Linked DNA regions of Macaca mulatta: region 2 is linked to region 1. Evidence: chromatin contacts called from public Hi-C data. All regions are on one chromosome and are shown on one strand. The core of a region is the stretch at or near the end of the contact, and the rest is flanking DNA. Distances in the headings are between cores, read along the strand shown.

Evidence for each region. A called contact is a pair of places that touch in the nucleus more often than the background predicts.
Region 2: a contact with region 1 is called in a Hi-C map of blood, with 2.2 times the contacts expected there. The contact joins the promoter of CHFR here to the promoter of GOLGA3 in region 1. A contact is called at or near these places in 2 of 14 Hi-C or Micro-C datasets (blood and fetal cortical plate).

Annotation. Positions count from the first base shown.
Region 1 is chr11:140,201,091-140,205,343 of T2T-MMU8v2.0, forward strand. It overlaps GOLGA3 (golgin A3), which reads right to left and starts at 1,821. Exons shown (of 24, transcript XM_028830242.2): 1 at 1,714-1,821.
Region 2 is chr11:140,245,074-140,249,326 of T2T-MMU8v2.0, forward strand. CHFR (checkpoint with forkhead and ring finger domains) reads right to left here and starts at 1,978. Exons shown (of 18, transcript XR_013401726.1): 1 at 1,907-1,978; 2 at 1,550-1,700.

The DNA.
Region 1 (4,253 bases), core at 571-3,070:
CATTCTCACGTGGGAAAGTGCTACATTTTCTTTTTTTTTTTTTGAGACTGAATCTTGCTCTGTCACCTAGGCTGGAGAGCAGTGGCGCGATCTTGGCTCACTGCAAGCTCCACTGTCTGGGTTCACGCCATTCTCCTGCCTCAGCCTCCTGAGTAGCTGGGACTACAGGTGCCCGCCACCACGGCCGGGTAATGTATTGTATTTTTAGTAGAGACGGGGTTTCACCGTGTTAGCCAGGATGGTCTCGGCCTCCCAAAGTGCTGGGATTACAGGCGTGAGCCACTGCGCCCGGCCATGCTACTATTTCTTAAGGCAATGGGGCGGGGGGAGGGGGGGGGGCGGGGGGGGGGAAGCTCCTCTTCAATCTGAGTAAAGTCAAATGATTTATTTCCTTCTATACTGCCCGGAAAGCTATTAAAGGGTTATAAAGGGCTATGTTCATGTCATTTAAAAGACAATTCAAAATAACCCACGACGACGGGTGTGGCTGCTCACACCTGTAACCCCAGCACTTAGGGAGGTTGGGGTGGGGGAATCGCTTGAGGCCAGGAGTTCCACACCAGCCTGGGCAATACAGCAACACACCCAGTCTCTTAAAAAAAAATCCACGAGTCACCTGTAAATGGCTTACACTGTCCCAGTGACAATAAACTCCAATCTCTCACCAATCCAGCACCTGCCTACACCAACATCCTTACCTCCATCGCTTTCCCCCTGTGCCATTACACTCCAGCCACATTCTCCGCCTTAAAACGCCAACCTTTCTCCGCCCTCAGGATCTTCAAACTTTCTGCCTGAGACGTGTTTTTCTCACAATTTTGCCTGGCTTGTTTCTCGTCATAGAGGCCTTAGTACAGAAGTCGCCCGCCCCCCAGGCTCCCACACACCAACCACCGCCCGGTACCCTCTCGGTGGCGACCCTGGGCGTCCCTGTGCTAGGTGAGCTCGGCGGGGGCAGGGACCCAGGCCCACAATGACCAGGACCCGCCGCACGACTGACATTCGTCGGGTTCATACCCGTGACAACGCCCGGCCCCACTCGCTCTGGGCACCTGGAATGGAGACAAGTCCGCCAGCGACAAAGGCAAACAAGGAAGTGCTCGGACTCCTGAAACCCCGGCTTCCCACGAACCACCCGACACCAAGTCACGCTTGTCAGCTGCAAAGGGCCAGACTAAAGGCACAAGCACTGCCCGAGCGGTGGCAGTGGACAGCTTCAGGACATGCCGCGCTCGTCAGGCGCAGACAAGCATTCAGGAGGGCTCGCGGGCACCGGCATGTACAGAGTCAGCTCCGCTGCAGCTGAAGCGGGCGCCCAGGCCCGAGGCCACCGCAGCGAGGAGGGGGCGACTGGAACGGGGCCGTCCCGCAACGCTGCAGGGACGGGCCCAGGCCCCGCCGCCCCACGCCCGGCCTCCGCCGCAGCCCCTCGGGCCTCCCCGGCCCAAGCACGGCTGGAACCAGAGCCCTGAGGCGCCGCGTCACCCCGCCTCTCACCCTGCTGCTGCGGCAGCCACGGAGGCCGCCCGGCCCGGATGCTCCGGCAGAGACGTGGCCGTGCGAGGGGCGGGGCGAGCGGTGCAGCGGCCTCGGGTCCCCGGAAACAGCCTGCACGCGCTGCCTTCGTTCCGGAACAGAGACTGTCCTCCTCTTCTGCCAGCGGCCACCCCAGAGCCAGGGACGCTCTGGCCGCAGGGTCCGGATCGAGCTCACCTCGGAATGTCCTGAGGCCGGCTTCAGAAAGTGACCTTAGGAGTTTGCGGACCTTTCCCTCGTAGAAACACAACTTCCGGACGTGCAGGACCAACTCCTTCAGGAAGCTGAACTGAGCTTCCGGCGGAAGTGGCGTGGCCGGGGCTCGGCGGGGGCGCGGCCGTCCTCGGTGTGGGCGTGACTTCCCCGCCCGCCCTAGCCCGGTCCCCGCCCCAACCCCGCAGCTCCACTCGGCCGGCGCCTTTCGCGCTTCAGGTGCCAGTTCAAAGGCGACGCTGCTTTCGACCCTATTTGCTTCCCCTTTAAAAGGCAAAGCTGGACTGCGCGGGGCGCGGGGCGCTGGGGAACGGCTTTCCACCTTCCCTCGTCCGCCAGGCCGCTCTTCCAGCTGTGAGGAAGGAGGCCGCCTCGGGGTCCTCTGTGATGTTGCGCTCATCTCTGCGGATTTTGGATACAGCCTGTCTACGAACCTTTCTGGGATTTTGATGGGAACTGCTGCAGATCATTTGGGGAGCACGGGCATCGCTGACTCGGTCCTTCATCTGCGTCCATGGTGGCTTCTCCATTTATTTAGGGCTTTTGATTTCTTCCACCAGCATTTCGTAATTTCAGCATACAGATTCTGCACCTTTGAAGTGTATAGTATTTCACATCAAGCAACTGTGACACTGCGTTTTTGACATCGTTTTCTACGTATTCACTGTTGGTCTACACAAACGTGATGAATTCTATCTTGATTTTGTTATCCTGAGACCTCGCTGAACTCATTAGTTTGAGGGTTTATTTGACGTTTTGCCGTTGTCTGTTGTAAAATCCTTGTATTTTTTACATGGGCCATTATCTGCAAATGCAAATTCCAACTCAAAATGATCACAGACTGAGGCGTAAAATCTATGAATGAAACTATACAACTTTTAGAAGAAAACAATTTCTTACGTCTAGAGCTTGGGGAAGAGTTTCTAGATCTGACAAGCAAGCACAATTCACAAAAGTTGATAGCGTAAACTTCATGAAAAAATTAGAAACTTTTCACCAGACACGGTGGCTCGCACCTGTAATCCCAACACTTTGGGAGGCCGAGGCGGGCGGATCACCTGAGGTCAGGAGTTCAAGACCAGCCAAGCCAAATGGTAAAACCCATCTCTACTAAAAATAATTAGCTGGGCGTGGTGGCGAGCGCCTGTAATCCCAGCTACTTGGGAGGCTGAGGCAGAAGAATGGCGAGAACGCCGGGGGTGGAGCTTGCAGTGAGCCAAGATCATGCCACAGCATTCCAGCCTGGGCGACAGAGCGAGACTCCGTCTCAAAAAAAAAAAAAAAAAAAAAAAGGCCAGGCGCGCTGGCTCACGCCTTGTAATCCCAGCACTTTGAGAGACTGAGGAAGGTGGATCACAAGGTCAACAGATGGAGACTATCCTGGCCAACATGGTGAAACCCAGCTCTACGAAAAATACAAAAAAATTAGCTGGGTGTGGTGGTGCGTGCCTGTAGTCCCAGCTACTTGGGAGGCCGAGGGAGGAGGATCACTTGAACCCGGGAGGCAGAAGTTGCAGTGAGCTGAGATCGTACCACTGCACTCCAGCCTGGGTGACAGAGCAAGACTGTCTCAAAACAAACAAACAAACCTTATGAGAAAGACCACATTAAGAGGATGAAAAGATGAGTTACAGACTGTGAGAAAATATTTTCAAACCACGTTTGTTGAAGGACTAGTAGCTAGAATATATAAAGAACTCTCAAAACTTGATAGTTAAAAAAAAAAATACAATTATTCTGGGCACAATGGCTCATGCCTGTAATCTCAGCACTTTGGGAGGCCGAGGCGGGCAAATCACTTGAGGCCAGGAGTTTGAGACCAGCCTGGCCAACATGGAGAAACCCTGTCTCTACTAAAAATATAAAAATTAGCCAGGTGTGGTGGTGCACGCCTGTAATGCCAGCTACTAGGGTGGCTGAGGCACAAAAATTGCTTGAACCTGGGAGGTGGAGGTTGCAGTGAGCTGAGATCATGAGATCATGTCACTGCACTCCAGCCTGGGTGACAGAATGAGACTCCATCTCCAAAATACACACACACACACACCAGAAGACAAGCAAAAAACATGAAAAGACATTTCACTAAAAGGATATATGAGTGGCAAATAAGCTTGTGACCAGGTTCAGCGTCACTAGCCATTACAGAAATGCACATTATGTTGACTTCAGGTGCAGAAGCTCACGCCTGTAATCCCAGCACTTTGGGAGGCCGAGGCAGGTGGATCACCTGAGGTCAGGGGTTTGAGACCAGCCTGACCAATATGGTGAAATCCCATTTCTACTAAAAATACAAAAATTAGCTGGGCATGGTGGCAGGTACCTGTAAGACCAACTACGTGGGAGGCTGAGGCAGGAGAATCGCTTTGAACCCGGGAGGTGGAGGCTGCAGTGAGCTGGGATCGTACCACTGCACTCCAGCCTGGGTGACAGCAAGACCCTGTCTCAAAAAAAAAAAAAAAAAAAAAAAGACTGCCTTGGGATATTAGTATACACCTATTAGAACA
Region 2 (4,253 bases), core at 728-3,227, 44 kb after region 1:
TACTCCAGCCTGGGCGACAGAGCGAGACTCTGGCTCAAAAAAAAAAAGGCTCAGCGCAGTGGCTCACGCCTGTAATCCCAGCATTTTGGGTGGCCAAGGCGGGCGGATCACTTCAGGCCAGGAATTCAAGACCAGCCTGGTCAACATGGAGAAACCCTGTCTCTAATAAAAATACAAAAATTAGCCAGGCATGGTGGCACACGCCTGTAGTTCCACTACTCCAGAGGCTGAGGGGGAGAATCACTTGAACCAGGAGGCAGAGGGTGCAGTGAGCTGAGATCACACCACTGCAACCCAGCCTGGGCGACAGAGCAAGACTTTTTTTTTTTTGTTGTTGTTGTTGTTGTTGTTGTTGTTGTTGTTGTTGAGACAGAGTCTCGCTTTGTCGCCCAGACTGGAGTGCAGTGGCCGGATCTCAGCTCACTGCAAGCTCCGCCTCCCGGGTTCACGCCATTCTCCTGCCTCAGCCTCCCGAGTAGCTGGGACTACAGACGCCCGCCACCTCGCCCGGCTAGGTTTTTGTATTTTTTAGTAGAGACGGGGTTTCACCGTGTTAGCCAGGATGGTCTCGATCTCCTGACCTTGTGATCCGCCCGTCTCGGCCTCCCAAAGTGCTGGGATTACAGACTTGAGCCACCGCGCCCGGCCCAGAGCAAGACTCTTAAAAAAACAAACAAACAAAAATAAACAGGTGCAAACACATTATAAGGGGTGACAGTAAAAAAAAAAAAGAAATTTGCTTCCAAACAGCACATATCTCCCATCCTCGCTCCTTTTCAAAGTATAATGTCAGAGCTAATTTATTAATTTTCACACAAACTAAACATTTTTGTTGACAGGACCAGTGCATTTCCCTCCCCATACAAAGGCTACAGGAGAAAATCAAACTACCAGATGGTTACTTGGGAGCCTGGAGGCAGTGAATGTGGAGGCTGAGGGAACTTCCTCTCACTAATTGTATGACTTTGTTCAAGTTCTTAGCTTTCCAGGTTCATTAAATAAATAAATATTCTAGGGGCTGGGACTCGAGATCTTTGTTAATGTAGGCACTACAGCTATAAATTTCCCTAGAGTACTGCCTTGGCTGCATCCTAAACGTCTTTTGGTGTATTCTATTTTTGTTTCATTTGTCTCAAAATATTTTTAAAGGTTTCCCCCTGAAAAGACTTATTTGACCCATCGCTTGCTTTTAAGGGTGTAGTGTTTAATGTCCATATATCTGTGAATTTTCCACTTTTCCTTCTGTTATTTTTAACTTTGTTCCATTATAATCAGAAAAGATACTCTGTACAGCAACGAATGTGACAATATTGCATTCCGGAGAGTATATTAACACAACTACTTTATAAAGTTGTAACGAGGGCTAAATGATGTGCATGAATCATGCGCAAGAGTGGGTGGGCAGAACGCCGAATAAACACCAGTTCTTACGTGAGATTTCACTGCACCGCCGCCCCTGTGACCTGCCCGCAACCGGGTGGCTCTGCCCGGCCCGGCCCCCGGCCCCCGGCCCCCGGCCCCGGCCCCGGCCCCCGCCCCCGCCCCGCACCTCGTCTCCGCCCGATGGTCCACTCCCGCTTCCTCAGGAGGACGTGCGGCTCGCCCTCCTCGGCGCCCAGGCGCAGGAGCCGTCCCCAGGGCTGCGGCGGCGGCGGCGGCGGCTGCTTGCCTTCCTCGGGCCGCTCCATCGGGATTCACATCTGCGGAGACCCCGGAAACGCCCGTGGAGACTCCCGACCCCAGAGGCCGAGACTCGGCGCCCGCCCCACCCCGCGAGCCCTGGCCCGGCCGCCCGCGCCCACGCAGCCCCGCGGCCCGGCCCAGACGCCGGCGGGCGCCCCCTCCCACGGCCGCAGCCAGGTCCCCCTTCGCGGTCCGCCGCAGCCCTCTCGCCGGCCGCGCTTACCCCCGCCCTGCGTCGAACCCGGAACCGGCTGCGCCGCCGCCGCTGTCAACAGACATTGCGGCTCCCTCAGCTGATCCGCGGGGCGGGGCCAGCGGCGTCTGCGCCCCGCGATTGGCTGGTGGCGGCGCTCACCGAGAGCGGCGGCTAGAGCGGAGCCGGGAGTGGCCAGCGAGAGTAGGCGCGTGGCGGACGAGCGGCCATCTTTGATCCTGGCCGGGAGACTTCGTCGCCTGCGGATCACGGAAGTGGCTGCGGTGGGCGCCATGTTATGTTGGGGCAGAAAGGACGGGGAACTTCCGGATTGGAAGCCCTTAGGATTCTGAAAGCCCGGCTGAGCTGCGGATGAGTCCTAGGAGTCGAAGACGGTCCACCTTAGTTGTCACGAGGTAGTGCACGTGGAGACCCTTTCGGGTACAGTTGCACACAGCGGATCACACAGATCCGAAGTCTGAAGCACAGGGCGCGCTCCAGGAGTGGGAGCGGCTGCGTTGTGGGCAGGGCGGACGCGGGGCCACGTCTTGGCGGGTGTTTTGCGGTGTCTTCCCGTTCTGAAAGCGCGTACCCTTTACCTCAGTATCCCACTTTTTGGAATCCCGAGACGTTCACGCGTGTGCTCCAGAGAAGAGCGCCAGAGGGTATTCCCTGAAAGTGAAAGGTTGGCGAAAGCGGAGTAAACACGGCGAGGTGAGTCCACGCAGGGCGTCTGTGCGGTTTGAAGGAACCAGCCAATGTCTGCACTGATGAGGAGCCCCCAAGTGCGGTTTTAAAAGGGTGAAGCAGGACCCGCCGCAGTGATTTATGCCTGTAATCTAAGTGCTTTGGGAGGCCTAGGCAGGAGCTCGAGATTAGCCTGAGACCTCATCGCTACCAAAAAAAAAAAAAGTCGGCATCCATTTGTGTAAAACAAACCATATATACACACGTATATGCATATATAAACATTTGTATATATAGGTATAGGCATGTAGCAGGACGAGCAGCAGACAAAACTCATCAGACACCGAGTTAAAGAAGGAAAGGAAGGGGTTTATTCAGCCAGGGGCATCGGCAAGACTTCTATCTCAAGAGCCGGGCGAGTGAGCGATTCCTGTCCCTTTTAAGGGCTCACAACTCTAAGGGGGTGCATGTGAGAGGGTCGTGATTGATTGAGCAAGCAGGGGGTACATGACTGGGGGCTGCTTGCACCGGTAATTAGATCGGAACAAAGCAAGACAGGGATTTTCACAGTGCATTTCTATACAATGATTGTAATCTATAGATAACAGAACCAATTAGGTCACGGGTCGATGTTTAACTACCAGGCCCAGGGTGCCGCACCGGGCTATCTGCCTGTGGATTTCATTTCTGCCTTTTAGTTTTTACTTTTTCTTTCTTTGGAGGCAGAAATTGGGCGTAAGACAATATGAGGGGTGGTCTCCTCCCTTAGGCATAGTTATCTATACCTTGTAAACCAAAAATAAATTTGTAAGCCCCCCAACCAACTGAATGAACTGATTCTCTCAATGCCAAAGTTAACCTGAAAAACCAGTTCAGTCCCTGATGGGAAGCAGGGTTTGGACATGTCCCATTATACTCTCCTCCCTTTGGAATTCAGGTATAACTGACCAGCATCGACATTAAAACAGACACCTTAAGGCTGACCAAACAGACTGTAGTATTAAAATACATCACATGATAAATAGCAGGCCCTGGAAGAAAACGAAGTATTTTACCCAGCATTGCATTTCTTTAACATAGTTTTATATAGCCCTGCAGAACTGTCTCCTGGGGGAAATCTATTTTGTAGAGAATCTCCTTCCTTTTCCACATCTTTTCCTGATCCAGGAGAGAACGTAAGAGTCTGGCACCTTTTTAATTCTAATAAGAAACGTTTACCATCTATTCTTTCTAAAGCCTGCTGCCTGGAGCTGCATCCGCATAAGAATGGCCAGGATGGTGGTGTTCAAGCCTGTAATCCCAGCACTTTAGGAGGCCGAGGTGGGAGGATCGCTTGAGCCCAGGAGTTCCACACCATCCTGGGCAACATAGGGAGACCCCGTCTTAGCTGGGCGTAATGACAGCACATGCCTATCGTCCCAGCTACTCGGGAGGCAGAGGTGAGCAGATTCCTTTAGCCCAAGAGGCCGAGGCTGCGGTAAACCACAGATTGTGCCACTGCAATCCAGCCTGGGCAACAGAGACCCTGTCAAAAAAAATAATAAAATGGAACCTTGGGCTCCCTTATCTTAACCCAGACACTCCTTTCTATTGATTCCGGGTCTTTAGATAATAACCCTTTCAACCAAGTGCCAGTCAGAAAATCTTTGACTCCATCTATGACCTTTCTCCCTAAAATGTGTAAAACCTG